3 separate regions of the Hordeum vulgare genome follow, and regions 2 and 3 are each linked to region 1. A link is a contact called in public Hi-C data. All regions are on one chromosome and are shown on one strand. Each heading gives the region's core, a stretch centred on a gene start, on an enhancer-like site or on the middle of the called end of the contact. The rest is flanking DNA. Distances are from core to core; before and after follow the strand shown. Region 1 holds the start of LOC123430598. Region 2 holds the start of LOC123427389 (probable metal-nicotianamine transporter YSL9). Region 3 holds the start of LOC123430597 (homeobox-leucine zipper protein HOX22-like).

Region 1 (2,571 bases), core at 19-2,518:
ATAGCGACAGAGCATTCTAACCTCAGCATGTGTCAATTTCCACCTGGAACAATTATTTTTAGGATTTGCCACCTCAGAACCCCATCTACCACATTTTCTTAGAAGCGTCGATGTGTAGACACAGTTCTCCACCTTCTCATATGAAGAAATCAACGAAATATCACCGCATGAAACCATCTGCATAAAAGAACAAACATTACAACACATATGAGATTAGCCCACCATTCTGCTCACATAGTTAATACACAAGGAAAACAATGCTTGTACTACAACAATGAATCGGCAAGTTGACAAACCAAAAGGAACGATCATTAGTGTTTAGTCTTTACATAGAAGTTACTTCCATTAGCTTGGCATATAAAGTAGGGAGCTCTTTGCCCCTTGTAAGATTATACTAATATCCAGCCAGCGAAGCTTCTATCCACAGCAATCCAATCTGAGAGAACTAACTTTCAAGATAAGGTCAATGAGCATACACCCATCCAAAAGATTGATGCACCTTTACTACACGGCACATGAGTGGGTTTGCCACAAAATGCGGAATGGCTATACGGCGCACGCATTATACTCCACATATCTTATCTTAGATAAGAAATCGATACACTTAGTATACGCCATACAAAATGCTACAGTACTGAATATACTGCCCCACTAAATGGCGGCTCAATTTCGGCAGGCACGAGACTTCAGAACGGAGCACTTGCTGGAATTGGAAATCTTAGATCAATTTCCATCGCAATTGCGACTGAGAACAGGTAAAATGGATAGGCAATCATAAAACGTACGCCGGTAATCTTGACGAGCTGGCCGTCGGCGGCGACGCGGAGGCTGGAGGCCGGGAGCCCGTCGACGAACCGCCGCAGCACGCGGCCCGACGCCGCGGCCGCGGCATTCCACAGGAGGAACGCGGAGACGGCCGCGGAGAGCACCAGCGCGAGCACGAGCAGCACGGCGCTGCGCACGACGGCGAGGACGAGGACGCCGAGTCCGATCCCCACCGCGAGCAGCGCCGCGACCGCCAGGGACGCCGCCCTCGGGAACGGCGCGGGGACCGGGCCCCCCGCGTCCCCGGCGGTGGCGCAGAGGTCGTTCAGGGCGGCCGCGCTCGCGCCGGCCTCGGCCTCGGCCTCGGCGTCGCTGACGCCGCGCCGCTTGCCGTCCTCCACTCCCGGAAGCATATCTGTCAGCCGCTCGGCTCCAACGCTGTACTGCGGCGACTGTTTTGCTCCCTTTCTTTTGACCTTTCCGTTCCGTCCTCCGCTCTTTCCCCGGTGGTGGGTTTGGCCTGGTTCTGGCGTGCGGTTTAAGGAAGGGAAAAAACCCAGCGCGGCGCGCACCTTTACGATGATAGGTGGGGACACATACGAGTCAGTCCCACCTACCAGTCATCGGTACATGCGGTACATCTGAGACAGGCCATGGAGTGATGATACGGGACTAGAAGATGACGTGTGGACCCGGACATTGCTCGGCCGCCTTGTCAGTGATGGGTGTAGTGCGCTGCAGTGTAGCTACTGCTCTCCGGAGTCTGCTCACTGGACTGAGTGACTGACAGAGCATCGTACACTGCCACAATGCCATGATACAGCCACATTAGCTCGCTGACTCATGGGCCCGTTGGCCCAAAGCCTGGGGTCACCATAGCTAAGAGCAACTACAATGGGTCGATCCATTTCATCTATGATCGTCTGTTTGGAACCACACGAACAAAAGTGATGACCCAACTCGCGGATCCATTGCTAATACGAGTCCGCGTCCATCCATTTCATCAGAAATGGGTCGGTGAGGACGCGAAGCGGACGCGCACCCTCTCGGTGTCCGCATGTGGCCGGCTTGACCCACTTGTCACACAGCCACCCAACCACCTTTATCTGCTTATTTAATTCACTGGTCCACCTCATTCATCTTTCTCCTATTATTATATTGACACGATGTTGCTGCTCACTTGCTTTTTTTAAAAGAATTGTTTACTTGCTTTTCGTTGAGTGCATGTGTTGACCATTTAGAAAAAGGGATACAGACAGACCGACGGACGACACAAACAGACGAAAAACAGACAAAATCATCGTTGGCCTGTTGGAGTTGCCCTGAGGCAGACCTCCTGTTGATTTCTCAAAAATAAATACATCCTTAAACTAATATAAAAGCGTTTAGATCACTAGTTTAGTTATCTAAACATTTTTATATTAGTTTACAGAGATACATTTTATGTTTATCCGTAGCAATCACTCTCGGTTAGTTAATTACCAGTGGTTGATGACATGGGAATGGGGCTAATAAGAAGAATTAAGGAACCGGCACAGCTTTAAGCAGCTTTTCGTGGATTATTTAACTCCGTCTAACTCCAACCGATGGGCTCTTGAAGTCACGGGTCTAGGCTCCTTTGATACAAAGAAATTTTATTGGATTTTTGAAGGATTTGGATCCTTAAGATTTTTTCCTATGATGGTCGTTTGATTCGTAGGATTGAAATCCTTTGGATTTTTTCATAGAATTCATTTGTACTACATTTTAGAGGAAAATTTTCATCCACTCAAACCTTTTTGTAAAATTCTTTTGTTTTTCCTGTGC
Region 2 (2,571 bases), core at 47-2,546, 250 kb before region 1:
CTTGTCCCTCTCAATCTCTGAGTAGGCCACATCACCCCCCCAACATAGTCCAGAGAGGGTCTAATTCGAACAAACCCGACCCCCTATGTGAACTCTGACATTCAAAATCTTCGATGGGTCCATGGAGTCAACAAAAAGCACCTACATTGCATCGATTTCAAATGATTAAAACACTACATGACCAGATTGGACCACAAACCAACCAATTCAGACACCTAAATTTGCCCTACTCCACCCTCCAAAACCTCTAAACCTAGCTGAGATAAGAGAGAGGAGAGATACGACGAGTGGACACAGTAGAAGAACATTGCATACCTTGCTTTTTACCATCAGAGTTGCCGTCAACCGCCGCCGCGATCATCCGCTACGCCACCATCGCCACCGTGCAGGGAGGAGCGCATACATCACGGGAGAGAAGGAAGAGGAAGGGGCGAACGCGATTCCGGTCTTTCCCGAGCCACGTACGCATCCCCTCGTTTTGATACACACTAAAGGTTAGAAGCATCCGGAATTAGCGACAACAGGACATAGACTTTTGGGATTTGAACATTGGGGGTTCGTTTCCGACGCACACTACCCTCTCAAAACAGACTTCACTCTTCAATTTGATCAACTTCCTTCTTACAAAGCGACTAGGAATATTTCTCGACGAAATACTAACCATGTGTTTGTGTCTTGGGCCACTATAGCTTGATGGGGAAATGCAGAAAGGAGGACCAAGCGAGAACGGAACCGAACCAGAATACTGAAACACAGTCACCAACGCGTCCGCTTGGTCCCCTGGTTGTACTGGACGGCTGGACGCTCCCCGTATCGCCGGCATCTGCCTGCCCAAACCCGTGACCCCCGGCCTGGATTTTGTTCGCCGACGTGTCGGCCGCTCCCTCCGCCGCCGGGGAGAGCAGAGCATCATCTACCAGGTGAACACTGAACAGAAGAGAAGCAGACACCAGGGTAGGACTAGAAACGCACAGGGGTGCATCATGCAGCGAAAAACTTGACACCTGACGTCGCGAGCGCGGAGCACACGCCCGCAGAAGCAGACAAGCCGAGCGCAGTTGGCGTGAACCATGCTGCTCCCGGGGGCCCACGCGCCATAAGACAACAAACGTCGACGCCTTTATATATAACCCCTGCCACTGTCCACTGGTGTAGTCCACCCACCACGTAGGATCCATCGACCCATCGCCGACTCCTACTACCGTCCAGCAGCCGTCGCCGGCCGGGTCCTCCTCCTACGATCACCGAGCAGGTACAGTTCGGATGGGAGCAGGGGAGCACATCATGTCTATCCATCTATTTCCTAGGATAACAACAGCTTAACTCTGCCGTTCTCTGTTCTTTCATCCATCGTCTTGCTTGGGAAAGAAATTAGGCTTTATGTAACTCGTATTGTGCCGTTCTTTGTTCTTTGATACTACATCATGATCATCTTGATTGGGGTTGCTTCCGTTTTCTGGCACCTCTTTTGCTTGGGAGGTCGATCTCGTGCTGTGATTCGACGGGGATCCCTTCCTGTTTCCTGCTGGAAATGTTGTTTCCTTATTGCGTGCCAGGGAAGAACTGCCGATTGGTTATTATTATTATTTCCTAGTTTTGTGTGGTTGCGTGTGTGTTACTATTAACGTACACAAGGGGCGGTGATCGGCCAGTCAGCGCTAACTGCTGCTGAGACCTGCAGAAGAACTGTCAAACAAACTGTTGCCTTCTATTGTCCATCGTTTTCCTTTCTCTTTCCTTGACGTCCTCCCCGGTTAGCATCCTGCTCACCTTCCATTTCCCCTGCTTCACTCTTCTGTTCGTCGTTTTGGTTTGGAGCGGAGACCGCAGGTGACGCAGGATTTTTCGCGCTCATGAATCGCCGATCAAATCCACATGTTTTCCTCCACTGAATCGACCTTTCATGGTGCACGAGAGCTCACTTGCACATGACTTCACTGCTAGTAGCACTGTAATACTCTTGTGCTGGGCTTCTGTTCACCACTAGCTCCTCCTCACGAGCCACGAATCTTTCTTACTCCGTCTGTACTCGAACCTGACGCCGCGGAAATATTTCTTTTTTCCCCCATGAAGCAGGGGACGGCGGAGGAAGCAACCCCGCACCGGGCTCGCGATGGGGCTCCACCAGCGGGACGACGCCGGCGAGAGCAGCGGCGGCGGCGGGGGGAAAGCCGCGCTCTGCGACGAGGGCGCGGAGGCTGAGCCGGGGGTGCCCGCGCACGCGACCGGCCGCGTGCCGCCGTGGACGGAGCAGCTGACGCTGCGCGGCCTGGTGGTGAGCGTGGCCGTCGGCACCATGTACAGCGTCATCGTGATGAAGCTCAACCTCACCACGGGCCTCAACCCCACCCTCAACGTCTCCGCCGCGCTCATCTCCTTCGTCATGCTCCGGGGCTGGACGCAGGCGCTGGCCCGCCTCGGCCTCGTCGTCCGCCCGCTCACCCGCCAGGAGAACACCGTCGTGCAGACCTGCGCCGTCGCCTGCTACAGCATCGGATCCGCCGGTCGGCACCGCGCCCACCAATCTCTCCCCGGTTTCGTCGAGTGGAGCACTGGGATTCTGACGCCTTC
Region 3 (2,571 bases), core at 33-2,532, 140 kb after region 1:
GTGGTTGCCTCCATCTCCATGGTTCCATCACTTGGGTCACTTCTCTTGATTCGAGTGCTATCTTACACGGACCCACCCGACATTGCCCGTCCCCACTCGCCCCTCCCACATCATGTATACCCAACCAGATGAGAAATGGAGCACAACATGCACGTACGTGAAGCTACAAACAACACAAGCCTACGTGGGTACTACTAGGTACGTATCCACGGCTTCAAGCCACCGCGTTCCACTCGACGGGCGGCCACGGCCACGGCTCCCACAGCTCCGGCGTGGCGCAGAAGGACTCCGGGAAGACCGCCCCGTCGTAGCGGAGGTGGTCGTCGCACTCGGACTCCACCGACACCGAGACGTCCGCCGGCGTGGCGCACGCCGTCCCGACGAGCACGCAGCTCTCGGTGGGCTCCTGCTCGACGTCGCCGTTCCTCTTGTCGTCGTCCAGCTCCCTGCCGCCTCCGTTGCAGCTGCTGCTGCTGGCGGCAGCGATCGTCGCGCCACCGCCACCGCCACCGCTGCCGCCGTCCCTCTCCCTCAGCCTCTCGCTCAGCTCCTGCAACTGCACACGACACAAGCACGAGCACGTACGTGCGTGGTTAGCAGCTGGATCAAGCGTCGGGAGGAAGAAGAGGTTAAGGAGTAGGTGCAGGTACCTGTGCGGCGAGGGCGAGCTTGTCGTGCTTGAGGGACTCGACGCGGGAGTGGAGGGCGTCGTAGCTGGCGCGGAGGGCGGCGAAGTCTTGCTCGAGCTGCTTGGAGCGCCACCGCGCGCGCTTGTTCTGGAACCAGATGGCGACCTGGCGCGGCTGCAGGCCCAGCTCGCGCGCCAGCTCCGCCTTCTCCCGGGGCTCCAGCTTGGCGTGGTGCGCATGGAACATGGACTCCAGCGACCGTATCTGCTCCTCCGTGAACCGCCGCTTCCTCTCCGCCCCCCTCCCACCGCCGCCGCCGCCCCTCCCCACGAAGCACACCTGCTCCTCCATCTCCATGTCCATCATCGGCGCGCACATCTGCTGCTGCTGCTGCTGCTGCTGCTGCGCCGCCGGCAGCGACGCGGGCGGAGGCATCAGGAACTGCTGCTGCTGCTGGTGGTGGTGGTGATGGTAATCCATGTCGACGGACCCAGTGGGCCACTGCTCTGCTCCGACCGGTCGCTCCTCTCCTCTGCTCTGTTGGATCCCCTACGCTACGCTGTTGTCGATGCCCGTTCGTTCCACCTTCCTCTGCGTCTCGGCCCGTTTTATACCGGCGGACGGCGTTACGTGTCCGCGTTGCGCGAGATGCGAACATGTGGTCTCCGCGACGGCGGATAAAAGAAAACCTTCCCCCGGGCCGGGCCCACGCAGCCTGCCACCGAGCAAAAGACGGGCCAAGTGTCGCGAATCCAGCGGCGCCCCCCATGCCTATCCCCCCGCCTCGAGATCAGCACCCGAAACGTGGCACGGCTGACGGGCACGGGTGCAAGAAAATGTTTGTTGCTTCTTCTCTTCTCCTCTCCTCCTCGTGCTCAAGCCTACGAGTTTCAAAATACATAAGTCGACCCGACGGGTTCTTTTCCGTCTCCGTCCATCTCTCGCGCTTCTACGGCGCTAGCTAGAAAGGATTGCTACTACTAGTACTACTCCGATAAGTGTATCGTGGGGCTTGCCGGCCAATGGGTGGAGGAAAGGTGTGCGCCTTGGTGTGCCATGGGGAGACGGGGACGGCCGGGGGGAGGAACAGGTAGGACCAATGGCCGTGCGCGCACCGGGGACCTAGCTCCGTCGGGGGCTGCACGCGTCGCCGTCGCGGCGCCAGGTGTGCGGGGGCTTCCCCCGGAAGGGGCGTCGAGGTGGCGCGCCGCGTTTGTCCCCAACGACCGGGCCGGCCGATGCACACACCACACACCACACAGCACACAGCACACACCACACACCACACACCACACACCACACTAGCTAGCTAGCGCGTCGCGCCGAGCGCGTTGGCGAGTCATGTCGCCTGTTGTCGCCTTGTGCGGTTGCGCGTCCAGTTTACTGTATGCTCGATCGATCGTTTACCAGGGAAGGTCGGAGGGACATCATGCATGGCAACTCGAGATAGTAGGAGTAGATAGATACGGTGATGGGTGAGCACTTGGGGGGTCAGTGCGGGGAGCAGAGGTTATCCTCGACCCATCATTTTCCACCCGGAGACCGGCGATTTGCGGCTCCTCCCACGATCCCAACGTGTTAGAGCAGATCAGGCAAGTTAAAAGCGGTGACCCAGTGCGATTCGACTGCCTTTATTTGTTGATCGCCAGCTGCGTTAACGTTGGTGGAGTTCTTCCAGCTTCGGTAACGGCGGGGGTCATTTCCAGCGGCCGTATCACCAGAGAAAGTTGACAACCCCACCAACACCAGGCGGCGCCAAGCTGCTATGCTATGCACGGGCGGGCAGGGCCGGTTGAGTAGCTGTCCGTGGTGACCACCGGGATTAATCCCGGCGATAACTTACTCGAGTGCGGTGGCGGGGTAGGAGGGAGAGGTGTGCAAGGTACGTAGAGCGAGCAGTTAATAGACCGGCCGGGACCAGGAGGAGGAGGCGCGCGCGCGG

Evidence for each region. A called contact is a pair of places that touch in the nucleus more often than the background predicts.
Region 2: a contact with region 1 is called in a Hi-C map of seedling, with 3 times the contacts expected there. The contact joins the promoter of LOC123427389 here to the promoter of LOC123430598 in region 1. A contact is called at or near these places in 1 of 6 Hi-C or Micro-C datasets (seedling) and 1 of 1 datasets of contacts at active chromatin or transcription factors (embryo).
Region 3: a contact with region 1 is called in a Hi-C map of seedling, with 3 times the contacts expected there. The contact joins the promoter of LOC123430597 here to the promoter of LOC123430598 in region 1. A contact is called at or near these places in 1 of 6 Hi-C or Micro-C datasets (seedling) and 1 of 1 datasets of contacts at active chromatin or transcription factors (embryo).

What each region holds. Positions count from the first base shown.
Region 1 is chr2H:573,166,938-573,169,508 of MorexV3_pseudomolecules_assembly, reverse strand. It overlaps LOC123430598, which reads right to left and starts at 1,268. Exons shown (of 4, transcript XM_045114452.1): 1 at 786-1,268; 2 at 22-177. The coding sequence starts at 1,178.
Region 2 is chr2H:573,419,406-573,421,976 of MorexV3_pseudomolecules_assembly, reverse strand. It overlaps LOC123427389 (probable metal-nicotianamine transporter YSL9), which reads left to right and starts at 1,296. Exons shown (of 8, transcript XM_045111418.1): 1 at 1,296-1,951; 2 at 2,074-2,504. The coding sequence starts at 1,929.
Region 3 is chr2H:573,030,011-573,032,581 of MorexV3_pseudomolecules_assembly, reverse strand. It overlaps LOC123430597 (homeobox-leucine zipper protein HOX22-like), which reads right to left and starts at 1,282. Exons shown (of 2, transcript XM_045114451.1): 1 at 651-1,282; 2 at 1-556. The coding sequence starts at 1,109. The coding sequence ends at 215.